7 separate regions of the Mus musculus genome follow, and all the other regions are linked to region 1. The links are chromatin contacts, called in public HiChIP or PLAC-seq and promoter capture Hi-C maps. All regions are on one chromosome and are shown on one strand. Each heading gives the region's core, a stretch centred on a gene start, on an enhancer-like site or on the middle of the called end of the contact. The rest is flanking DNA. Distances are from core to core; before and after follow the strand shown.

Region 1 (3,421 bases), core at 287-2,786:
TGATAACTGTCCACAGTCCAAAGCCTATGCGTCCCCCAGAGAAGCCACATAGCTGTAAAACCAGCAACCTGCAGATGAGTAATTTTTGGCATCTGTTCACCTGGACTAGGAGATGCCTCAGCATGTACCCTGTGTTGGCTGATTAGATTAGAACTTTCTCTTGACTATTTTGTCAGTCCTTTTCAGGAGCATGCCCAGATGGGACCTGGCTCCCTAATTCTACCCTGTTACACCGCACAAACATACATCCAGGGGCATTCCACAGTCCCACTCTGTGCAAGCTTGCCAGCCTCCTCTCCTCTCACATTCCTACACCTGGGGAAGAAGGAGCTCTAGTCTCCCACACAACCAGAGAATTTAAGCCAGTCAGTGTGAGATGCCAAAGCTTTTAAATTCAGACTCCATTTTAGAGAATCTGACCTAAGCTTGAACTCAGGTAGACTACAGGCCGGTATCTAGCATTAGTATCCAAGTTGTCCCCACAACAAAACCTGAGCCTAGCTCGTCTCTAGGCTAATCCCCAACAAGAGCAGAGTTTCCAAGTTACACCCCTAACAAGACCAGTATCTCCTGGTTATTCCCCCAACAAACCTGCACCCCAGGTTGCAAGCCCAACCCTTGCCTAATGACCACCCATGCAGAGGGGAGCAGAAGTTAAGTTTATGATGTGACTCCCAGCACCAGCCAGTTATATTAAAGGCCAAAGTAGCTTTCCATTTAGATGCTCGCATTCGTATTCCATGTTTGGTGCTTACTATAAAGCCTTGCCACATAGACATTCGGGGCTCCTCCCCCACCAAAACCGTCCTGTGTGAGGGTGGTGCATTGGGGGGGCTTGAGCTAGCTCGAATAGAATAAAGACCCTGCTGTGAGTTGCATCAGATCAGCTCCTGTGTGTGTGTGTGTGTGTGTGTGTGTTTGGCGGGGGGGGGGGGGGGGTCACTAACTTTTCCCTGGCACAACAGTGGAGGATGTTTTAAACAACACTCCGCCATCTTCTGAGCTCACATAGCCAAAGTGACAAAAGCCACGGATAAGTTCCTGCTGGGAGACTACACTTCCCAGCTTCCTTTGGGGACTACTGAAGTCATTTCCACCCATTTCTGACCCCAATAAGGGGCCGCATCCTTCTTCCTTTGTAGGCATTTTTGCCATTTGCATATCTTGTGACAAATGCTCCCTCACCGAGAATAAACAAGACCAAAACTTTTTCCGCCTTTTTCTCTACGGCTGCTCTTTTAAAATAATCTATCACACTAGCGGAACCCTTGTTGTTATGTATACCAAGAGGCTGTGATTGTGGGATAGGAAATCCAATCCTAATGTCTCCTGGCCACCAAGGCAGCACCCACCTCACCGGCCGCGATTGTTACCGGTTAAAGCGTTCTGTCTGTTAACTGCACTCAGAGCAGTGCCTGGGGCTGAGGGCGTGGCCACTAACCGCGGGCGGTTCCAGAAGAATCCAGCATCCCCCAAACAAACAGAACACGCAACTCGGTTTCTGGCGCAGGCCCAGCCGACCCGGAACCTGCGAAAGGCCGGAAGGGGCGGGGAGTGGTGCGACGCAGAAAAAGTTGTTTTTAAGGGACGCGCTGCGGCTGGCAGGGTACGCAAGTGACGCAGATTACACAACCAGAGGAGCTTCTAGCTCTTTGTGCTGGAACCCGCGGCCAGTGCTGCTGGAGGATTTTGTTCCTGTTAGTTTGGTCATTAGCACATTTGACAGAGCGACGTTGGGAAAGGCATTTATGGTTCCTTAACGAATGTGTTCTGTGACATTCAGTATGCTAGGCTGCAGGCCAGTGGTGACCTAGATTTTCTAACCCGATAAACGGTGCCTGGTACGTGCTCGCCCACCCCTCTCCGAACCCTGCCCCTCACAGCGGTGCAGTCATGCTCACCGCCTAGGACTGCAGACAAAAGGTGCCACAATAACGATAAGAAGGACCCCTTGTGGGAACCTTACCCGTATTTTTAGAAAACTACATCAGAATGTTTCCTGAGATAAATGTGCACTGCCTAGTGATATTCCCAAAGGCCTTGCCCCCAGAGATGTCACCAACGCAAACTGCCACCTTTGTAAATGACATTGTCCAACGGATAAAGAGGTCACCTTAACTAGGCACAGGGGAGAATGCCTCTCACTTTCTTTCACAGGCCACTTGGAAATGTCTACATTGGGAGGGTTTTCCATCTCCTGATGCTTTCTGTGCACTCAGACAAAGCAATCCCAGTTCAGTCCACACCCTTCCAGCCTGGGCTGGCTAAGTATAGGCACAGTTTTGTTGTTGTTCACATCTTTGCACTGTATCACAGTGCAAAGTCCTTAATGAATACGTGTTTGATGACGTTCAGTGTGCTAGGCTGCAGGCCAGTGGTGACCTAGCTTTTCTAATCCGTCAAATGGTGCCCGGTATCCATTTGATCTCCCTTGAACTTCTCCATGTGATGGACCAGCCTGAGTCTATTTTAAGATTAGAAGCTATAAATGTTCCTTCTAGGAAGGTGTGGAACCCCAAGAACCGCACAACTCTTAGCAGAGAGAGTGTCCCAATGGTAGACATGGTAGCCTAGGAACCACACAGCTCAGAGGTAGGACAGTGTCCCAATAGAAGAGCGTCCTGAGACACAGGAGCCCAGGAACCACATAGCTCTGAGAGGAAGCCTCCTCAGCAAGAGGCACTGCAGCTCCCAGGGAAGGGTATACCCAGCTGAGCTCTGGAGCCTCAGCCCCGCTCCACTTCTCTTCATTGCTTCTTTGCTTCTTCTGATGCTAAAAAACAAAAACAAAAACAAAAACATCACATCAGGAATCAAATCTCATTTAAAAAAAAACAAAAACAAAAAAAAAAACAAAATAGGGAGGGTCCAGGGAGAGAGGGGACAAATCCAGGAGTGGCTGCCTCTGCTTCCAGGAGCAGACAGCAAGGCTGTTGAACAAAGGGCAGGGCTTATATAGGATTTCTTATGGATGGAGCTTTTCAGGGCAGAGATTTCCAGGTTGAGGATTGGTGGGATTTCAAGTCCTGAGCTTGGAGAGCTCAGAGATTGGTGAGGTTTCCTATTCTGGGATTGGTGGGGGTTTGTGGGAAGCTCAGGGATTGGTGGGTTTTTTTGCTCAGGGACTGGAGGCATTTTTCACCTCCCTTTCCCTGCTTTGGGCCCATGGCTGAGGCGACATCACTGCTGAGCTTCTTGGGAGTCTGAAGAAGAGGTGTCGCCACCGTGGACAGCTCCTGCGCTGGTATTTCATGAAAGTGGTAGGCTGAGTCAGGAAAGAAAGTGCCACCACCATGGACAGCTCCTAGGACTGCCTTAGGCAAGTCACTTAAGAACTACTGAAGCCATCTCCTTAAAAGGTGGAAGAAAGTTCATTCCTGTTTGCTGTAAAACTTGGATTTGACCCTGTCTTGACCCTTTT
Region 2 (3,421 bases), core at 585-3,084, 510 kb after region 1:
AACTTTCTAAGTCCCTTACCAGGAAATGTTGGCCAGGACATGAAAACAGGAAGTTATGCATGGTGGTAGGGTATGTGGGCACCGTCTCTGCTGAGCAGTTAAAGCCTGGGAAAGTTGAAGATACTCTATTCTAGAGCTGGTGAACAGCACAATGCGCTATGTATGTCTGTGATGTATATGTGGCATCCTGGCAGCAGGTTTGGATTCATTTCCCCCGAAGGATAATGAAATACTATATAGGGGTTAGAATGAATAGACCAGGTAGATAGACTTGTTTACACATACTGTATCCACCCAGATAACAAAAAGTTGCAACAGGATATGGGCTGAATAAATACAACTTATGTAAAACTTCAAGAATAGGAAAGCCAGTAGTGTGCACTGCCTGTGTATGCACACATGATACGCAATTCATAGACATATTGGGGGGGAGCACGTGACACTTCACGAATAAATGAGATGTCCTTGGCCTGGTGGTCTCCGTTTTTTTACTGAGAGCTTCATATTGCCCGGTTGCCTTCTAAGACAAGCTCCAACCCAGACACCCCCGGGGTTCTATGAAGTGAAAAAATTATTCTGGCTTTTCCTCTAGGTTCCAGTTGGGGTTCATTCATCCCTAACTGTAACCAGGACACCTGCTCAGACTTATTTTTCTTTTTTCATTCCATTCCCAAATCTTGGCAGCTCCTGCAAATTCAGTAAACGTGCGATTCACTGAACCTGTCCAGGAAAGAGGGTTCTCTCTCATGGTTGGAAAGAGTACAAGGGGGCGAAAACTGCAACTTGGGATCAGCAAGCCACTCCCGGCTCGGCCTCAGTTTCCTCCTAAGTAGCCCGTCTAGCCCCTTCCAACCCGTGCCCTCAAAGATTCCAGGAATTCTGTCCTTTCTGGCCGAAAACAACACTGAGGCTTTTCACAAAGCACTCCCACCCCCACCCCTCGCTCCCCTTGGATCCACAGCCCGCGTCCCTGGAACCCGGGCTGCACTGCGCTGGTCACATGAACTCCGGCTTTCTGTGGTGTGACGGCTCTCTCCGATCCCTTTGTGAGCGCAGGTTTTGAAAGCCAACGACCGGGTTCTGGGTTTGAGACGCGCAGGCGGCCGCGGGCGGAAGGCTGTCGGAGCCCATCGGCCCGCCTCCAGACCCAGCGCGCCGCGCGCCCGGGATTCCGCTCCGCCGCCTCCGCCGCCGCCGCTGCCCGCCGCTGCCCGCCGCGGCCTGGCCCGAGGGCGCCGGGCCGCCAAGACGCCAGGTGAGCCGCGAGGGACCGGGAGCCGCGACGGGCTCAGGGCGTGTCCGGCGCCGAGGCGGCCCGCGCCTCACTGTTCGCTCCTACCGGCTGTAGATGGAGCTGTCTGGGTTCCGGCCGCCTCCGACGAGCCTCCGAGCGCTCCTCTTGAAACGCCTGAGAGGGACATGCCTCCCAGGATGCAGTTTGTAGCAACATGGCAGCTGCGGTGCAGCTCCCCTGCTGAAGAGGCGCCGGGACGGCCGCGCAGCTCGCAGCCGGGACCCGGGCCGCAGCCGGGGTCGCAGCGTCGGCCGCTCGGGGCGGGCGAGCGCGCCGGGGGCGGCCGCAGAGCGCTGGGGCCCAGCTCGCCGCCCGGGCGCAGCCCGCACAGCCGCGCTCCGACGCCGCCACCGCCGCCACCGCCGCCCGCGCCCGCCCGCCGAGCACAGCCCCGAGCAGGCCGGGGCCCGACGGCCGCGCAGCCCCGGCGGGTGAGGCCAGGCCGCGCCGCACTGCCAGCCCGCCCACGGCGCCGGGCCTGCGTGGGGCTGCGCGCGGCGGCGGCGGCGGCGGCGGGGACTCGCACGGCGCGGGCCGGGCGGCGCGGGGCCATGGCCGAGGCGGCCCCGGCTCGGGGGAGGGCAGCCCGCGCGCGCACGGACGCGCGGCCTCGGGGCCCCGGGGACAGCCTGCGTGCTCCGGGCTCGGTGGCCCGGCCTGGGGTCTCGGTAAGGGCCGGGCGCGGCGACGTTAGCGGGGAGGGGGCGCCCTGGCGGGCTCGCGCGCCCCCTGGGGGGGAGGACGGCCGGGGCGGGCGGGAGCGGCGGCCGTCCGTGCGAGGCTGCGCGGCCGCACGGCTCCCGGACACGCGGCCCGAGGTGGGGCGCGGGCGGCGCGCTCGCTCCCTGGCTGCGGAGCCGGCGCTGCGTCCGTCGGGGTGGCCAGCGGCACGTTTTCCGCAGAGCTCGGCCCCGCGGAACGGCTCCCGGCCTGGGCGCGGTGCTGACGCGGCTCTCCCATTTCGCAGAGCGGAGACACTGAGGCACGGACACCCGGCGGCGACCTGCCCTGCCTGCCCCAAGGTCACGTAGCGAGTCGGCCCGGGCTAGGTGCCCGCAGTCCCGTAGAGGCCTGCCCAGCGTGCCGCGGGCCTGGACGGGGAGGGGTGGCGCTGGCGGCGGCTTCGCCAGGGTGGGCGGCCTGGGCTAGCCGAGCACTGGCTGCGGCCCGTCGGGGGAGGAGGGGAAGGCCGGGCAGCGCCCAGCCCAGCGACTCCGGTGTGGGGAGCAGTGTGATCCATAGCCTCTGCGTCAGGAGCACCCCGAGTCAAACTTGGGGTACGGATAAATGGGGTCTGGCGAATGAGAGCCTAAGAGGTTGATGTTCTTCCGAGGGCCATTCAATAATTAAACGCCCTCCCACCCAACGTGCTCTCTGAGGCACCCTGGCTGTGCTAGGCGGGTTTGCTGCATGGGAGTCCGTGCCTTTGAACCTGTTTCCATGTATACTGGAAGAGATAGGATAGATGGCTTCCTAAAAACCTCGCAGTTCTTAAAATAACAATAACAAAACACCTGGGAAATAAAATGAAGATTTTTTTTTAAACATTCTTACCTCTGGGCTTAGGTCTTCATGGCATGTAATTCTGAGTGAACCATCCTGGGTCATGTAAGAAAATGGCACAGCTTTTGTAAAAAGTCAGATGTGTGTCGTTATGCATGTTTCTAGTATGTTGGCATGGATCCTGGAGCCCCTAATCATTTACCACACAAGGGTGGGGAGGAAAGAGAGACAGGTAGAAGCTGTGAAATGTGGCGCAGAGGAATTCTAACGTTCCTCTCCTGCTAGCAGGTAGCAGCTTGAGAATTTGAGCTTATTCGATTTAGCTGTCTTTGCTTGAGGGTAAGGTCAAGCCACAGGTTTGCTGGAGCTGATGACATTGTATCAGGACTTGGGGGGGGGGGGGGCTATACCTTATGACCCTTCACCCCTTTCCAGTATTCCAAATCCCTAAATGGAGAAGGAAAAAAAAACCATTTTCCTTTGAGCTCTGTCTGATTCAGGTGGTTAGTAAAGATGTCTTGTCCTGCTGGCTTTTTTTTTTTTTCTTGTCCCAGGTAAAACTCTGTTTGGCACCTAACCTGCCCTCCAGGTATTCTTTTCCCTCTTCCCACTAATTATAAGCAG
Region 3 (3,421 bases), core at 608-3,107, 470 kb after region 1:
TCAAGAAGAACGAAGACCAAAGTGTGGACACTTTGCCCCTTCTTAGAATTGGGAACAAAACACCCATGGAAGGAGTTACAGAGACAAAATTTGGAGCTGAGACAAAAAGATGGACCATCTAGAGACTGCCATATCCAGGGATCCATCCCATAATCAGCCTCCAAACGATGACACCATTGCATACACTAGCAAGATTTTGCTGAAAGGACCCCGATATAGCTGTCTCTTGTGAGACTATGCTGGGGCCTAGCAAACACATAAGTGGATGTGCTCACAGTCAGCTATTGGATGGATCACAGGGCCCCCAGTGGAGGAGCTAGAGAACGTATCCAAGGAGCTAAGGGGTTCTGCAACCCTATAGGTGCAACAACATTATGAACTAACCAGTACCCCGGAGCTCTTGACTCTAGCTGCATATGTATCAAAAGATGGCCTAGTCGGCCATCAGTGGAAAGAGAGGCCCATTGGACATGCAAACTTTATATGCCCCAGTACAGGGGAACGCCAGGGCCAAAAAGTGGGAGTGGGTGGGTATGGGGGACTTTTGGGATAGCATTGGAAATTTAATTGAGGGAAAATACCTAATAAAAATATTTTTTAAAAAAAGGATTCCCCTCTCTCAAATGACTATAGCTTGTGTTAACATAAAGTTAGCCAGCACAGTCAGGGAGCTGGGGAAGGAGGGTCAGTTATTAAGAGTAAGAACAAAACTTCAGTTCCCAGGTTGCTCCCAGAACCTGAGACCCCTGACCTCCTGCACACGCGTACACATATTTGCATACATATGTGTGCATATACATAATCAAAAATAAAAGTAAATCATAAAATAAATAACGAATGGCAACAACAAAAAGATCTCAGGCACTGGTCTTGCAGGCTCCTGCTAGGGGGTGGCATGGAAGGCAATTCTGAATGGCAATACATCTTCTTTGCCACACGGGGCTCCACACTAGGCTTCTGGAGAAATTTTACATTTTGACTTTTTTCTTCCTTTCCTTGTTATTAAAAAACAAAAATATGAATTGAAAAAAATTAGGGGTCTGGGGTCTACTGGCACTACGTTAATGGACATGCTTCCAAACCTACCTAAACTTTGTTAGACATAACCTTTTATATGAACACTGTATGAACATGAATAATACACATGATAACACACATCTTGTTATACATTTGTTACGCATTTTAACGCCAAAATGAAGTAGTTCCGGACTACTCTCGTTCAACATCTTTCCACGCTTACCTGATATATCACAAGAGGGCGTTGGATCTGCGGTAACTACAGCTTGTGGTGAGATGCTGGGAACTGAAACCCAGCCCTCTGCAAGAACAGCAAGTACTTTTAGCCGTTGAACTGTATCTCCAACTGCATTCAAAAAGATTTTAAACGATGGCATTTTAACCCATTTTTCATGTCATTAAAATGTTTATTATAGTATACATACTATAGAAACCCCACATTTTTTGTGTCATTAAAATGTTTATTATAACACACATACATAATCCTACAGAGAACCTACTGTGACTTATCAAGCCATATTTCTATTGTTGGAAGCATTCATTCCATTTCAAGGCAAAAATAGGCGTGCTACAGCTGGACAGCTGCGGAAGTGACCGTGCCGGGGTGCGCACTGCCTGCCGAGGCCGTACCCCCAAGTTTTATACCGCCAAACCAGGTGGCACATCGCTGGTGAGCACTGGCGCCGCGGGGGGCGTGGCGATATGCGGGGGCGTGGTCGGAGGTCGGGCCGAGGCGGGGCCTCGTGAGGAGGGCGGGGCCAAGCGCGGCGGCAAGCGGGTGCCGGCGCTGCCGTTCGCCGCTCGAGCTGCAGGTGGAGCTGTGCCGCCGCGCTGCCTCCAGGAAGCCTCACGGGCCTTCGTCGGCCTGGCCGCGGCACCGGCTCCCAGGATGCAGTGTGGAGCGGCCGGGCGCTGACGGCGGCGGTGCGGCTGCGGGCGGAGCGGCAGCAGGCCGGCCTGCGAGGAGCGCGGCGGGGAAGGTAGCGGCAGGCCCGGGCGGCGCTGCCGGCGGAGAGGACCCGGCAGCCGGGCCTGCGTGGGGCCGCGCGCCGCGGCGTCGACTTCCTTCGCGCCGAGCAGGACAGCGCAGGGCCATGGCCGAGGCGGCCGCGGCTCCGGTAAGGGCGGCCCGCGCGCTTGGCCTGCGCGGCCTCGGGCCCCGGAAGGCCGGGGCCCAGCACACTGTGCCGCAGGCCCCAGGAGGGCTTCCGGGCCAGACCGGGCCTGCGGGTCCTGTGGCTGCGGCGGGCGGCCGCGAGGTCCTCCGGGGCCTACCGGACCGGGTGGAGCCGAGCGCAGGGAACGGCCGTCCGCGCCCGGGAGGCCGACCTGCGCCAAGTTCCCGGTCTGCGCGTCCCCGGGCCGGGCTCCTTCCTCAGCGCCGGGCCGGTGCTTCCCTCTCCCAGCTCCCCCCAGCGGCCTGGTGGCACCTGGGAGGTGTCCGACGTCGATTCTGTAGACAGTGAGCACCCACTATGTGCCCAACCCTCCTCAGGCGGCACGCGAGGACTGCTCGTATTTGTCCAGCCAGGCTGGCGCTGCACTCAGCCCGGTTTAGGCATGATTTTGTCTGCACTGCAAACCTGTGGGGTAGTAACTATTATAGTTATTATTTCATACAAAAGAAAAGCTGAAGGCCCAACGAAGTTAACTTGCCAAGAATCTCAGCGAGAAAAGTGTGGGAAGACAGTGCTCTCACAGTTCAATGTCTGTAATAAGGAAAGCAGTCCAGGTACACGAGTAGCCTTATGGTCGAACAGAAAGAGGTCGTAGCCAACCTGGTGGAGGTTCGAATGCAGGTGCTTAGCAGACTCTGGTGCTCCTCCCGCCCAGCCAGGTAATCTGTGCTTCTGTGAGTTGAGTTAGCTAGGGTTTCTAGGGCTTGGGCAAAGAGAGGCAAGGGCCAGACACAGGACAGTGCAAAACTGGTCCACAAGCCTGGAGATATGGTTTTGGATATGAGGCTGCAGAAATGGAAGGGGCTGGGAAGGCCTGGGCTTCGTCATATGGGTAGGAAAGAGTTGAAGGAATTGGCATCAGTGACTCCGGTCTCAGAGTACTGGCTTCCCTAGCTGTTTGGCAATTGACTATCCCACCTTCGCTTTAAGTTAGCAAGGTGCTAGGCTTCAGTAGAGCACAACCCCTACTTCCAACTACACAGGTCAAAGACCATGGACCCCATTTAAAAAAAAAAATTAAACAAGAATGACATCAACAAGATAGATGTTTGTGCAAATGTCTTTGTGTAACACACAGATTGCAGCAGAGAGAATGGGTGGCAAAGTACAAGGATACGTCTGAAATAGACTCTAGTCTGGGGCAATCCCAGTCAGGGCTGGTCCTGAGGAGTAAGGGACCAGAAGTGTCCTCCACAGCACTTGCTCCCTCTAACAGTTCTGCCAGT
Region 4 (3,421 bases), core at 469-2,968, 420 kb before region 1:
GTGGCTGTGGCCAAGCTGGTGAGTCAGCAGGTGAGTTTCTCTCAATCCTTCACGGGTATAGATGGTGGTGTGGATGTAACCTGTGGCATGCATCTTGGCTGAGATCGTGCCCGTAGTATAGAAGATGAAGTCCCAGATGTAATCAAAATTGTAGAGCGCTGAGGTTGCCCGTAGCACCAGTTTGTGTCCCATCACATCTGAAAAGAAGTTGATTTTGCCTGCAGAGTTGGTGTTAAAGGTAGGCCTAACAGGCACCCCTGTGGGTATCTCAAAGAGGCAGAGGGCTCGTGGATAACGGACAGGCCCATCAGTGCCATGGTAGTGGATGACGTCTAGGAAGGTGGCTGTCTCTGGACAGTTGATGCCAGGGGCTAACTCGTGAGTTACAGTGCCCAGGCTCCAGCCTAGATCCATGGTTTTGGTCAGTTCTCCTGCAGGTGTTTTTTCTCTATGCACAGCCATAGCACCTTGCACGCCAATCTCATAGGCTATATACTCATTCCTGAAGTGCACATTCAATATCTGCAGCCCAGAAGATGGTCGAAGCTGGAAGGAGAAACTCCAGTCTTTGTAGATCACAGTGTTACCCTCTAGGTGGTATCTGGAATCATTGGCTTGTTTCACATGGGGCCCAGATTTTCTGAGGGGCGCTGCGAATTTCCCACCAGGCTTGTTAAAGACTTGTGGCAGCTCTGTGTTCTTGGGACGCAGGTCCTTGAGGACCACCGTGTCCACTTCTCCATCTGCATATTTCTGAGCCAGTTCCTCTGGGCTGCTGTAGAGCTTCCCATTATACCAGACCTGCTCTACTCTCCAGTCTCGGATATCTGTGCTCCCATGATCCACAAGGACCTCCAGACCTGTGGGTTGTAGCAGGCGATCTTTTACAATGCGCTGCAAGAGGAACCAGGTGGCCCGATGTCTAGACTCCACACTATGGGGGGCCACATGGGTGAAGGTCAGACACTGGCCATTGCAGTCCTCTAATGAGAAGCCAGTGGTGTCAAGGAAAAACCCCTTTAAGGGTGTGGTGGCCTCCTTGATTTTGTGGTAGAGAAGGCTTTGCTCTGCTTTGGACATGGGTCTGGATGCCCAGGATCGATGTTTCTCTGGCCTGGGGAACAGTTCTCTCATGTAGATGGGCTGTGGCAGGGGCCCTACAGCAAACTCGGTGACATTGGGGTGCTCCTGGGCACTAAAGAAAATGATGACACGGGCTTCCCGCACAGGAGGTCTGGTTCCTTTATTCAGAAACTCTAGGACCACCTTCTTGTTGGGCAGCAGAGTCTCAATGAGGAACACAGAATTCTTGTCCAAAGCCTGTGTGCCGGATGGCTGCAGCTCCAGCTCCGTCCTGCCCATCAGGAAGCTGTGCACAGCCTCCATCTCCTGGATGCTCAGGTCTGAGAACACCTGGGCCTTGCCATTCAACATCCAGCTGGGGTACTCTGCCATGGTCTCCTGTAGAACCAACACGATGGCCATGCAGCCCAGTGCCAAGCTCCTTTGTGCCAACCCCATGGCTCTGGAACTCAGCAGAAGAGAGGAGAGAACTTAGGTATATCTGTCTCCAAGCCAGCACTCAAGAGCACCTTGTCTCTAAGTCCTGTCTTATCCCCCCTGACTGTGCTTCCTCCCTTACGCAGCTGAAGCCAGAGCTGGAATCTCTGGGTCTTTACTCACAGTTCACAGTGCTGTTCAGGTCCTCATGTGCATCCACCTACTTCCTCCAGGGTAAAACCTTTTATACATTTTCTTATCTCCTACTGTTTTCCCCTTTTGGTGTTATAACACTGAGGAACATTCTTCAGCAGGGTGCAGTGAGTCACAACAGCCCAAGGCTTGCTCCTCAAGGGCTACACATGGCCTGAGCTCTGGTGGCCAGAGGGCTGCAGTAAGAGCAAAATTCCATTTGTGAGTCAACAGATGATCATTTAGAGGGCTGCATGCTGAAATTTAGGTGAAACGTTTAAAGCACAAGAAGGGAGGATGATACAAGAAAGTAAGGCCGGTGGGATGGAGAGATAATGTTTGAAAAAGCCACAGGGAAACATTTTTATAAGCTTACTGAAAAAACACTTCTCTACACAGAGACACAGACACAGACAGACACAGACACAGACACAGACACAGACACAGACACAGACACAGACACAGACACAGACACAGACACAGACACAAAGACATAGACACGGACACGGACACGGACACAGAAACAAAGACATAGACACACTTAAAGAGAATTACACTACCCAAGATGATATTGATCCCTCAGAAGAGCTGTTGACCAACAGCAAGCCCTGTGCCAGCCCTGGGAAGCTTCCCTTTGGGTTGTTGGTCAGGGGGATTTCTGTGAGACCACCAGAGTAGTGTAGGCTATTGGCATTGCCATTGGTTGCTTCTCACAGCTTGAAGGTAAGACTCAACTGCTGGAGACATTACATCCTTCGGATAAAAGACTTGAAGGAATTTAGTCTTGTCTGACTTGGAAGCCTCCTACTTAAGGACTGGGTCTTATGCTTTCCCAAGGTCAGTTCAAACTTCCCAGAAAGAAAAACTATCAATAGTCCTACTGAACTGTAAAGCATACAAATGAACAGCCTGGCAAAGGCAGCCTGTATGGTGCAATAGTGACACCTATGTTGGGGTGATGGGCAGCCATCTAAATGTATCTAAGGCCCATGCACAAGGTGGGAGTTGACAACTGTAAATCTAGTCTATTCCCACCAGCTAGAAAGGCAGGGATTTTTGGGGTACTCACAGACCTCAGCCCCTGCAGCCCTGTTCTTTCTTGTACCTTCTGGTGAGACTTCCCGCCAGGTCCTGCTGTATACAGCATTCCCGGGACACACTGGCTTTACACATGAGCTGGCTGCTGAATCTGCCATCAGGCCTTGCTTCTGCAGATCCTGACTGGGGTGTTCCTGGCTTCCAGATGAACGCCCCTCCCCAAAGCCTTGCACCGGTCATGGATGTTGGAAGTCCCCATCTGACCTTTGCTCTCCACTCAAGGCTCCGTCTGGGTCTCCAGCAGGAGTTTCACTCATGAGGTCTTGATGAGGTCAAGGCTTGATGAGGCCTGTGAGGAGGTGGAAGGATTCTGAGTGGTCCTTTTTATCATAGGTAATTCATTGCCATAGGTTCCCACATTAGAAATCTTTTGTGGAGAAAGCCAGTGAGGGGCTTAGAAGCCTGTGGTACTGGGCCAGTTACAGGGGTCCTGGGTACAGTCAACAGTTCTGATGGGGAGTTTCTTGTTTGTTTGTTTTTTTTTTTTCTCAAGACAGCGTTTCTCTATGTAGTTTGGGCTGTCCTGGAACTTGCTCTGTAGACCAGGCTGGCCTCCAACTCAGAGATCTGCCTGCCTCTGCCTCCCAAGTGCTGGGATTAAAGGTGTATGCCACCATGTCTGGCTATAAAA
Region 5 (3,421 bases), core at 554-3,053, 340 kb before region 1:
ATTTGTGATTAGGTTTGCTACTAGGGCTAGAAAGGTGAAAAATTTAAATATTAAAAAAATTGGTTTTTATTCTGATAGACAGGCTTAGTCCCTTAGCTGGTCTTTGGTTTTCCATCCTTGCTGTTTTTGCAAGGTCCCCTTACTTCCTCAGGCTGTGGAAATAACAGAGATGAGGAGAGTGACCTCCAGCTCCTCATATAGCCTACAGCCACAAATTGTGGTGTTACTAGTGACATAATTCTTGTTGAGGGCTTGCTAAATCTGAGGTTGACAATTCTCCCTTGGGAGCTGCACAGTACTCAAAACTGTGCATGCTGATTCGTAATAATACAAATACAGTATGGACACCAGCGTGGGTGCAAAAAATTTCACTGCAGGGGAAGGTCCAACTTGACCATTTCTGGGTTCCCTGAGAGATACACCCGGTTTAGCTAGAGGTTGGTATCTAGTTCCAGTTACAACCAAGAATATCTTTCTAAGGCTCTGCCTCCCCTCCCCAAAAGATACCATGGGAAAAAATCGGGTCAATATCCCCCCAGCCATGGTTAAAGCCCATTCATCCAAGGATGAGACAATCATTTGATCACCTCAGTTAAGCGTGGCCTTAATTAAGCTTAATTCATAGGGGGGAGAGAGGTTGGAGACCATACCGTGAGAAGGGCAAGCCCTTCACAGCCTCCCACCCTAACAAGCCAAATGGCCTTGTACTATGGAGCCAGTCGTCACCCCCTCCTCTCTGTTCCCCGCCTGTCATCCAAGGCTGCGGAGGAAAATCCACTACTCTCCTTCAGTGTTATCATAATAAAGTGCCTTTCAAATTCGTACAGTCAGTCTTCACCAGTTTTCCAAAGCCCTAGAAAGACTGTGTAGCTGACTACTTGGTATTCAGTAAAAGTTCAACTAGGAAGTTACCTATTCAGTAACTAATTAACGTTATAAAAGATGGAGCCAACAGCTCAGGGCTAGTCTGCTAGATGTTTATTTACTAGAGCAGAAAGGGCAGTTTTATCCAGATAAGGTTTACCATAAGAAAAGTTAGGAAGTCCCACTGAGACAGGTTTCTTCATTAGGTCCTAAGACTTCAGGCAGAACTATAGAGCATAAATAAATTTTATGCCTCAGCCCAGCCTTTTCTTTTTTATATTAACAACAGGGAGGAGATGTAGATGACACACAACACACCACCACAGTGTTAGGTAATAATAGTCTGTTGTCCTTACTCCCAAATTCTCCCAGCACTTTATATTCCTCTCCCACGCAAACCCCCACCAACCACTTATCTTTACTAGCTTTTCAGAAGGTGGGGCTGGAATCTTAATGTAAGTATTGTGTGTTCCTAGTGTTTTCCTGCCCTCTATGCCTGGCTTCCCTCTTTATAATCTCTTATCTCCAAATGTGTTTCGGCTTTAGCCAGTAGGAAGGCAATGCTGCAGACATTTAGAATCCTCTCTTGTGAAGTCACATGGGCAGTGTGGAGGAGAAAACTTCGGCAGAGCCATAGAGGCAAAGGGAGGACTTGGTAGCCACTGGTTGACCCTTCCAGTTCCCAATGCAGGGAATGCCAGCCACCCTCTCACAGGGCCCTCTTCTCTCACCCTGGAGTTGCCTGTGATGGCCTTCTGAAGCTCCTTCGAGGCTCTTGAGCTTCCTGGATCTCCTCCCTGTCTGTCATCCTGCCCCCTACTCCTCACACTGTACCCTGTCACCTCGCTTTTGCTCCTTCTCCTGACTACCTGTTTGGTGTTCCATCAGAACCCACCTGTGTGCTCTGCTCCGTCGCTCCCCAGCTCCCAGACTTTGTTCCTGGCCACTGACACAAGAAGTCTTCTTAAAGATACTGAACCCCACCCCACAGGGAGGGACAGGGTGAGATATGGGTCAACCTAGCTGGGGACCTATAGCCCATGGGGATCCTCCCTGGACAGGTGCTAGGGTGCTGCTGGCTGAGGTACAAGTGCCCTTGGACCATTTCCCTGTAATTTCCCCTTTAATAGGTGGCCACCTTTCGCAAGAACTATGCTTGGCTTTCTCTGTTACATACTGTGTAATATCATAATGTATTAACATAGAGTCATGTTCAGACACTATGAAGACATTTACTAGCCAGTTTTTTCAGTTATTTATTTATGGATACACACACACACACACACACACACACACACACACTTTAAATTAAAATAGAGTGACATAATTTTGCCCCTTCCCTTCCTCCCTTTGGTACCTTCCAGGTATTCTCCCTTAAACCCCTCTCATTTATCCAAGCTCTCAAATTGATAGACTCTAATTCTCCCTCTGTCAGCAATTATTATGGTTATCTATAAAACTAATAATTCTTTGTTTCAGGGTGGGACCCTGTGAAACTTTCCGCCTTCCACATTAGAGTGTCTACTAATTGTTCTGGCCTTGTTTATGCAGCCATTTCTAGGAGAGATTGTTTTACATCAGGCTTCCTGGTTTTCTGGCTCTTAGAATCTTCCTGCCTCCTCTTCTGTGATGGTCCCCAAGCCACAGATGTGGGAGCTGTGATGTTGATGTATCTGTTAGAGCTTTGCACAGTCTATTGATTTCTGCATTGTGTCCAGTTGTGGCTTCCTGTGATCGTTTCCATTTGCAGTAAAGTGAGCTTCTAGTCAGTTCTTAACAGGAAGCGGACCCTGGTAAAGTGGGGCTGATAAGGACAGTCACCCACAGAGAAAAAGAGAACTGCTGTGTATAGAGAACTTGGAATCAGAGAGGGAGGCATTTGAAGAGAGAAACTCCTAGTTGAGCTTAATGAAAACAGATTTTCCAGCACCCTGGGATCCTGGCAGTATTAGGAAACGCCAAAAGTTGTGGCTATGGGACGATTGTGTTTATGTGAGTATTGTGGGCCTTGTCACTCTCCTTTCTGGTGGTTCATTTGCAAATCATTTCAGAATCTGTTGGCAACCAGATAAAGAAAGGAGAGCACAGTTGACTCAACATAGAGACTTTGAGTGGGATTAGCTATAACTGCCACAACGGTGTTGGCTACAGTGAAAATTAAAGTGTCTGTCTTTAGAGTTGGGAATTCTCCTTTGTGAGATCAACAATTCCATGGAGAACTAAGTGGGTTGGACCAGAAGACGGTTCCAGGAACAACCCAACTGTGGAAAGTCTAATCTCTTTTACTTCTATAAAGAAAAATAGGGGCTGGTGAGATGGCTCAGCAGGTAAGAGCACCCGACTACTCTTCCAAAGGTCCTTAGTTCAAATCCCAGCAACCACATGGTGACTCACAACCATCCCTAACAAGATCTGACTCCCTCTTCTGGTGTGTCTGAAGACAGCTACAGTGTACTTACATATATTAAATAAATAAATCTTTAAAAAAAAAAAAGAAAAGAAAAATAGTTGGTGGCAGAAGATACTTGCATAGGTTATAAGTGCTGGAAAGAGTCAC
Region 6 (3,421 bases), core at 447-2,946, 290 kb before region 1:
ATCAGAAAGTCCTTTGTACCTATGACATAACCAGCTCAACCTAACCAGCTGTCGTTAAATACAATAGCACTCTTCTGACAAAATTCATCCCTGGATCCCCATAGGATGAGCATAAGGAAGTAAGAGAGCCAGAAGACAATGCTTCCTGCCTGATGCACTCCGCTTTCCCTGTCTTGAGGCAGGCATTAGAGGTAGATAAGCCCTGAGAGCCTTAACTGTTGATGACTACTGATGGCAAGGAGCTTCTGTCAGCCTGCTGGGAGAAGCATGGGACAAGAGACAAAGCTGACCTGCAGCTGCACAGGCGACCATTTCATCATTTGTCATGTACACAAGCACCAGACTGGCTTACTTAATTCAGGTCTTGTTTGGCTACATACTCTGGGGTGCCACATCAATGGTGGTGGTGGAAGGGAAGCAAAGGGACCGCCATCCCTGTGCTCTCAGACAGCCCTGGACCTTCATGATGCCACACTCACCACGATCCCAGTCCAGAAGGGGGCGCCTTCGGAATACATGGCTAAATAATGGCCTATGTAGAGGGTTCCACCCAGAACCACACTCAGAGCCCCCAGCACAGTCTGCACCACCTGGAAGAGAGAGGACTTGAAACACAGCTCTCCAGCAGCAGGGCTACCTGTTAGCTGCAACTGTCTGTACACACAGACAAAATCAACTCAATGTCTTAGGAGGACAGATGTATAGAGGAGGCCAGAGGAAAATATGGCCCAAATGAGGGTCCCTCCCTGGGCCCATCAAGCACGTAGCTACTCTCACCCAGGAGGCCACCAGCACTCTGCTGCTGCCCTGGCTCTGGGTGGAAGCGGATGCTGGAATCCTTAGCAATGAGCATCCGGCCAGCAGAAGTTTGGCCAGAGCAGACTCCTGGTGGATGTGCACATCAATGTGGGTGGGTTGTGGAGCCTCAGGGTCCACCTTGCCGACGACTGCAGTCTCCATGTCTGTGGACATCGTCTGTGAGGGAGAAAAGGAAAAGCAGGAAGAAATATTTGGCAGATGTTTCAGAGGCGGCTTGGAGTTGGGGGCTAACAGAGACACAGAATGGCTGCCCCTGGCTGTGGAGCTGTATCTTCAGCTCTTTTGGAGGGTTGTCTGTCAGGGAAGCCTGATGCTGGAGTACCCGCTTCACCCCACATTTGCTTTGTGCCCCACTGCCATGGTCTTCAGGAGCCTGATGTTTGGATCAAGCAGAACGCACACAACCTATCTCTTCACCCAACCTCTGATTGGATCTCTTCTCCCCAGCATTTTCTGAATCCAGGTCAGAGGCCAAGCCCCTTAAACAGTGTCCCCCTCTAACTGCCCCATAAGCTTCTGTTGCAATTATCTCTTCCCTACCAGGGTCCCAGGGACCACCTCACCCAGACGCCACCATCTCCTTGGATGAACGACAAGCACTGACTGACCCTGTCCCCACAGAATTGAGTGGTAGAGATGGAGGCCATACCTGTCCCTGGAGGCACACCCCAGTGTGTCCACTCCCCTAGCAAGCTCGCAGGGCGTCAGACTGGATGGATCTGGATGGACTGGGAAACGAGCTATGCTAAAGTGATGGTGGGCTGTCTTACCTGATTCCTCTGGGACCGGGGAAGTGTGCAGCAGGGAAGGCCAGAGCTCACACAGAGGCGCTGGCAGTAGTTGAGAACTTCAGCCCTGGCAGGAGGAAGAACCTGGGTGGGAGCCAGAAGGGGAGGGGGAATGGGCAGACCTCAACACTTCCTGGCAGGCAGCTGGGACTGAGGGCCCCTTTAGGGGTTTTCCAGCAGGCAGCTCCTCACTGGGCACTGGAGAGCTGGAGAAGGTGGGCGAGGTAAGAGCTGGGGTTGGCACTGATTGTTCCTGTGGAATCCTTTGATTGCACAGTGCTCTCTCTCCCAGTCAGGGATAGAGCTTTCTGAGCAGGTGCTGGCCTGTGCCACCTTGGGTGTATGAGTGTATCTGTGTCACCTGTATCCCTGCTCCAGCAGGCCTGATCATCTACTCCTGATGGACCCCCCTCAAGTGGGGCCCTTTCCTGTCAGCTACTTGCTGGCAAACTGAGAGACTCCATGTCAGGCCCCATCCCTCCACCCCCTTCTTGCTCTCCTCTCTCTGGGGTCAGCTTTAAGCCAGCTCCTCCCAGACCTCTCAGTTCCAGCCCCACCCATCGCAGAGGACAGCAGGTGAGACAGGACCCTTCACGGCCCCTTGGTAGCCCCCTTTTGAAGCATAGGGTTCCTTCTTCTCTGGAAGAGTCTCCAAGTCTACTCCTCAAGCTCCATCTTGGCTCAGGATGCTTCTCCTTCCTTCTATCTCTGCTTTCCTGTAGGACTCTGGGGAGGGAGGGATGTGTTGGACAGAGGATGTGACTCTGGAAACAGGGCTGAGGCTGGGGAGGTCAGAGTCTGGCTTTACCTTCCATAGTTATCAGTGCCTCACGCCTGCGTTCTAAGAGCAGGGCCTTTGAGACCACGCAGAGGTGGGACAGCTGTGGGGACACGGGGTGTTCTTTTTCTTTGTTTCTGAACACTGGGAGGAGGGATATCAGAGAGCCACTATCTGGAGCGGTGCCAGAAGTGGTGAGAGGCTTCTTGGTGCCTAGGGCTTTAGTTCCTGCTCTGCAGAGGAAGCAGAGGGATTCTGGGTGGCCAGGGCAGGGATAGCACTGGGGGTCTAGAGGGGGCCAGCACCCAGACAACTGAGACTTTATTCCTGGAACCTCAAGGGAAGGTGTGAACCTGAGGCCTTCATTTGTGTTTCTCTTCGTCCCTCCTGAAAAGTTGTCAGACTCCTGTGCTTTCGGCTCTGAGGTGCACGGGTGAGTGGAAGGTGCTCCGTGGCGTGGGGGAGAACATGAAGGGATGCAAAGGGAAGTGACTGGAGTGGCCGTCAATATCCAGTCAGAACTGATGCTTAACCAGACTGCCCAGGAGAGCCACTGGGCAGAACTTCTTTTGGACAGAGGCAAGCCATCAGAGGGGCTAAATGGTTGTTATAAGCCCATAACAGGAGACAGTGGGAAGCTGTGTTAAGCTCTGTGCTGATTAGAATGGAGGCCACGCTGAGGAAGTAATCAGGCAGAATATGAAGACCTCATGGGCCTGCCTGAGGCCCTATGGAAACTCGGAACAGTGGTTTTATTCAGTGGGAGAAAAGTAATATATACCACAGACCACAGTAGAAACTGTTTTTCAGAAATTAATACCTGGACCAGCACCATAGGTCCTTGCCTCTGTATCTACCAAATTATGATATACAGTCCAAAGATCAACATCTTTTTTAAAATTACTGCATGTTTGTAATTTAAACATGCCTGTTCATGTGGGTGTGTGACTAGGGGTGCATATTGCCGGTCGTAATTTTCAGATATAAAAGAACTTCTATGAAAAAAATCAGGACATGTGAGGAGGAGGAACTCACA
Region 7 (3,421 bases), core at 384-2,883, 270 kb before region 1:
CTATGGATAAAGAAAGTGTGATGCAAATGTATGCTAAAATTGTTATTATTATCATTCAGGGAACAATGGAGTTTTATTTGACCATATAGAAGAATTAAAGAATGTTTGCATTGTTCTTGCTTTTCTGAGACTTTTGAGTTGCATCGTTAGGTATTGGTGACATCATCTCTGATTATATTTTAACTGTAAAAGTTCTTTTATTTTAATTTATTCATTGGTAATTTCATATGTGAATACAATGTATTTAGAGTGTATCCATCCCTTGCCCTCCCTCCAAGTCTATGACTTTAAAATGCAAACACTCATAGCTGTGTTCTTCCACTTTAGAACTGTCTTTCCTCCAGCCGGCAGGACGGCACAGAAGATAAAGATGCTTGCCACATAAGCCTGGTGACCTGCGTTTGGTCCCTGGAACTCACAGAAAGATGGAAGGAGAGACAACAGACATCTCCACCACGCTGTCTGACTTCCACACTCGTGCTGTGTCGCCTCCTGATCTCTGCACATGTAATGAGGGCAAGCTTTCAAGAGGAGCTGCTTTTCGTTTTCATTTTATTCTAGAGTTTTTAATTTTCCTTTTTGATTTTTTTGAATGAACCTTTGACCACTTAAGAGTGTACTGTTTAGCATCCATATGTTTGTACAGTTTTGTTGTTTCTCTTGCTATTGATTTTTTATTTTTATTTTATGTGATATGATATTTTCATATTTGTGAGACTTGTTTTGTGATTTAAATGTGGTCCACTTGAGGGATAATTATATGGACTGCTGAGAATAATGTATATTCTACAGTTATTGTATAGAATACAATAGAATTATGTAGATGTCTGTTAAATTTGTTTGATCTATGGTAGAGTATAATTCAGAAATTTCTCTGATTTTTTTAACCCAGATGACCTATATACTGATGAGAATAGGTTTTTTTCACTCATTTGTTGTTATTGGACCATCTGCCCCTTTATATCTGGTAGTGTTTGCTTTGTGAAGTTGGCTGCACCAATGTTCAGTGCACCTATGCTTATAGCAATAATTATATCTTGATGAGTATGTCCCTTAATTAATATAGGGCGGGTTAATTTTCTTTTCTGAAAATGTGTCCATAATTATTTCTATTTGTCAGGAGCTTCTACTTTAGTATTTTCTATTTGGTATTTTCACTTCTAACCCTTCCTTTTCAGTATGTCCTTGCCAGTAAGTTCCAAATTTTGCAGACAGTGAAAAGCTGATCTGGTCTTTAAATCCAGTCCTAAAGCTGAAAAGATGATACACATAGCACAGAAGTCGCGGAGGGGAGCGTGGATGGTGGCATGTGGGATACTGCAATGGGAAGATGGAGCACAGCAGAGCATGAGTGAGATAGGACAATTGGGTACCCACGGTGCCCCACATCCTCCTTTTGCCACTGTCTTGTGTCAGGGGCATGGCCCCAGAGTCAAATGCAGGGGCATGTAGCCAAATAAAGCTTCCAGGAATTGAGGACATTTTGTTCTCATGAAAAACAGCTTTGGATGTCTCTTATTTCCATTCCTTTGAGACTTGGGGTAAGCTGGAGTGTATGGAACTGGGGGTGGGGTGAGAGAGATTCGTGTGGAGCTGTGAGCTGGAGCGATGAGGCAATCAACAAGGATCCCTGTGGCAATGTAGGGCAAACACTGGCGGGACTTTGGACCTTAATCGTGGGGAAAGGGAAGCGGTTAGAGCAGTACAAACTTTACTTGATACATTTTTTAAAAGAACGTGAAATCGGGGTGGTGGGGGGAGGAGAGTGGGGAGAACTGGGGAGGGGTTCAAGATCATTTGGCCCTGGTTGTTTGTTTTTTGTTTTTGCTTTGTCAGACAGACTAAATTCAAGGACTGGACAGTAGCCTAAACCAGTAAAAGTTCAGAGAGGACCACCAGGCAACTCTCTGCCCAAGGTGACAGGAAAAAAAAAAAAAAAAAAGACAACACAGAGAGAAAAACAGGTTGGCCACAGCTCAGCCTTCCTCTTTCATGGCCGTGTCTGGACCGGTGACCACCTCCACCTCCGCTTCGAGCATTGGTGCCCTGATTGGCTGAGACTCGTGTACTCACCTTAAGACTCTACTCACAAGTTAGGTCAGGGAATCCATCTCTATATTAAGCTACAGTGTGCCACTGACAGAGGCAAATTTAATTTACTTTACAGGTTTGTACATATAAACCCGGCAGTTGACAGTAAACTTCAATAGTGACAGCACATGTCTGCCTTCTGTACAGCAATGCTATCAGAGGCCAGTGGGAGGCAATCTCCAAATATTTGTTGGGTAAATAAATAAACAGCATGAAATGTTTTGATTTAGTGTGTTTTGAGCCATCTGTATTTGCCAGTTTGTATCATGACCACCGTGACCTATCTGGGCAGTAACTGAATTTGGTGGAGCTCTTGAGCATCACCATAGAGAGGGAGAAGCACCTTGGTTGCTCTCCCACCGGCTTTGGTTGAGACTTAAAAAACGGGGAAAGCTTTATGAACCACTGAGTGGGCATTAGTATAGAATTTCAAAACAGATGGCCTCAGCAGCCACGCCTACTTTCTATTAGCAGCCCTAGATTCATCAGAGACCTCTTTCATTTCTGACAGGCTAAATGTCTTCAGATCCAGGAATAAAGCATGTGGCTCAGACTTACCTATACTGCAGATCATATACCCTGGCGTGTGGCTTCAGGCATAGGCACACAGCCTGACTTAGTCATGTCAGCACACCTATGGCTTCTGGGTCACAGATTCAGCAAAGGCTGCACTTGAAGCCTGAGGCTGCGATGTAGGGTCTATGGTTGCTCTTTGCTGTCCCACGCCTGCCTGGGGCTGCCAAAGATCACCCTGAGCTTGAAGATGAAGACCACGAGCTGAAATCAGACCCTAGAGGGGAAAATTTCTCCTGTAGTTGTTCTCCCAGGTGCTGAGCTGACCCAAGCCTGAATCCCCCTGCTGTTGAACAAGTCCTGATTCTTACACAAGATGTTAGACTCACTAGGGTGCAGTAACTGATGTCTAAATGGTTCCCTCTGAATATCTAGGTCCTGGCCCTATGGGGCAGCACTTCAAAGCCTCCTGTAAGGGTGAGTTTCTGGGGAGACCCCAAGTGAGCTGTAAAGAGGTGCCACGTGGAGAAGAAGGAATTCACATACTCAGGAAGCAACTCTTGTTGGTCAAGGGTGCCTTCCTCAGGAAGCTGCACATAAACTCAGGCTCTGCAAATGCACTTATAAAATATATGTGTGTGTCACATCACAACACTGACTGTGATGTGAATTCTTTTACAGCACAAACAAGAAGGTATGTGATTCACAAACAACCAGCTGTTGAATGATCCCTTTCCCTTTTCAAGAGGCCCTGATTCCCATGTCTAGTAAGACAGAGAGACTGGGTGTGCATAGACCGAGGTTGACCTTCAGCTTC

Evidence for each region. Promoter capture Hi-C pulls out the DNA fragments that hold promoters and counts their contacts. HiChIP or PLAC-seq counts read pairs in DNA pulled down with a chosen protein or histone mark. Capture Hi-C pulls out chosen DNA fragments and counts their contacts.
Region 2: a contact with region 1 is called in a FOXA1 HiChIP or PLAC-seq map of pancreatic cancer cells. The contact joins the promoter of Zfp777 here to the promoter of Lrrc61 in region 1. A contact is called at or near these places in 1 of 39 promoter capture datasets (cranial neural crest), 3 of 115 datasets of contacts at active chromatin or transcription factors (extraembryonic endoderm stem cells, memory CD8 T cells and pancreatic cancer cells) and 1 of 9 other capture datasets (embryonic stem cells).
Region 3: a contact with region 1 is called in a promoter capture Hi-C map of stem cell-derived epiblast-like cells, with 7 times the contacts expected there. The contact joins the promoter of Zfp746 here to the promoter of Lrrc61 in region 1. A contact is called at or near these places in 14 of 39 promoter capture datasets (the 3T3-L1 cell line, the C10 cell line, cranial neural crest and 7 more), 2 of 484 Hi-C or Micro-C datasets (embryonic stem cells and extraembryonic endoderm stem cells), 2 of 115 datasets of contacts at active chromatin or transcription factors (memory CD8 T cells and stem cell-derived neural progenitor cells) and 1 of 9 other capture datasets (embryonic stem cells).
Region 4: a promoter capture Hi-C map of stem cell-derived epiblast-like cells shows a contact between it and region 1, with 7 times the contacts expected there. The contact joins the promoter of Doxl2 here to the promoter of Lrrc61 in region 1. A contact is called at or near these places in 13 of 39 promoter capture datasets (the 3T3-L1 cell line, 3T3-L1-derived adipocytes, the HPC-7 cell line and 9 more), 1 of 484 Hi-C or Micro-C datasets (cortical neurons) and 1 of 9 other capture datasets (adipose tissue).
Region 5: a promoter capture Hi-C map of pancreatic islet shows a contact between it and region 1. The contact joins the promoter of Aoc1 here to the promoter of Lrrc61 in region 1. A contact is called at or near these places in 1 of 115 datasets of contacts at active chromatin or transcription factors (pancreatic cancer cells) and 3 of 9 other capture datasets (adipose tissue, liver and pancreatic islet).
Region 6: a promoter capture Hi-C map of liver shows a contact between it and region 1. The contact joins the promoter of Tmem176a here to the promoter of Lrrc61 in region 1. A contact is called at or near these places in 12 of 39 promoter capture datasets (the 3T3-L1 cell line, 3T3-L1-derived adipocytes, the HPC-7 cell line and 6 more), 13 of 484 Hi-C or Micro-C datasets (B cells, CD4 T cells, the CH12 cell line and 8 more), 5 of 115 datasets of contacts at active chromatin or transcription factors (astrocytes, cardiomyocytes, embryonic stem cells and 2 more) and 4 of 9 other capture datasets (adipose tissue, embryonic stem cells, liver and 1 more).
Region 7: a contact with region 1 is called in a FOXA1 HiChIP or PLAC-seq map of pancreatic cancer cells. The contact joins the enhancer-like site here to the promoter of Lrrc61 in region 1. A contact is called at or near these places in 1 of 15 datasets of contacts at CTCF or cohesin (large pre-B cells), 2 of 484 Hi-C or Micro-C datasets (the N1E-115 cell line and uterus), 1 of 115 datasets of contacts at active chromatin or transcription factors (pancreatic cancer cells) and 1 of 9 other capture datasets (embryonic stem cells).

Annotation. Positions count from the first base shown.
Region 1 is chr6:48,552,914-48,556,334 of GRCm38.p6, reverse strand. It overlaps Lrrc61 (leucine rich repeat containing 61), which reads right to left and starts at 1,536. Exons shown (of 3, transcript NM_177736.3): 1 at 1,353-1,536.
Region 2 is chr6:48,046,527-48,049,947 of GRCm38.p6, reverse strand. It overlaps Zfp777 (zinc finger protein 777), which reads left to right and starts at 1,834. Exons shown (of 6, transcript NM_001081382.1): 1 at 1,834-1,962. The coding sequence starts at 1,846.
Region 3 is chr6:48,085,029-48,088,449 of GRCm38.p6, reverse strand. Zfp746 (zinc finger protein 746) reads left to right here and starts at 1,857. Exons shown (of 7, transcript NM_001163475.1): 1 at 1,857-2,135. The coding sequence starts at 2,112.
Region 4 is chr6:48,973,243-48,976,663 of GRCm38.p6, reverse strand. It overlaps Doxl2 (diamine oxidase-like protein 2), which reads right to left and starts at 1,718. Exons shown (of 4, transcript NM_001029987.2): 1 at 1-1,718. The coding sequence starts at 1,521.
Region 5 is chr6:48,893,637-48,897,057 of GRCm38.p6, reverse strand. It overlaps Aoc1 (amine oxidase, copper-containing 1), which reads right to left and starts at 1,803. Exons shown (of 5, transcript NM_029638.2): 1 at 1,760-1,803. All of the region lies in intron 1 of Gm44764 (a long non-coding RNA gene), which reads left to right.
Region 6 is chr6:48,839,758-48,843,178 of GRCm38.p6, reverse strand. It overlaps Tmem176a (transmembrane protein 176A), which reads right to left and starts at 1,696. Exons shown (of 7, transcript NM_025326.4): 1 at 1,590-1,696; 2 at 778-975; 3 at 480-590. The coding sequence starts at 972. It overlaps Tmem176b (transmembrane protein 176B), which reads left to right and starts at 1,805. Exons shown (of 7, transcript NM_001164207.1): 1 at 1,805-2,183.
Region 7 is chr6:48,823,408-48,826,828 of GRCm38.p6, reverse strand. No RefSeq gene overlaps it. Among named protein-coding and RNA genes, the nearest start is that of Tmem176b, 16 kb to the left of the region's middle. Within about 2 kb of position 1,633, at least 31 of the 459 cell types and tissues checked have an H3K27ac peak or open chromatin away from gene starts, as enhancers often do. A contact at or near this core is called in pancreatic cancer cells, where this site is marked.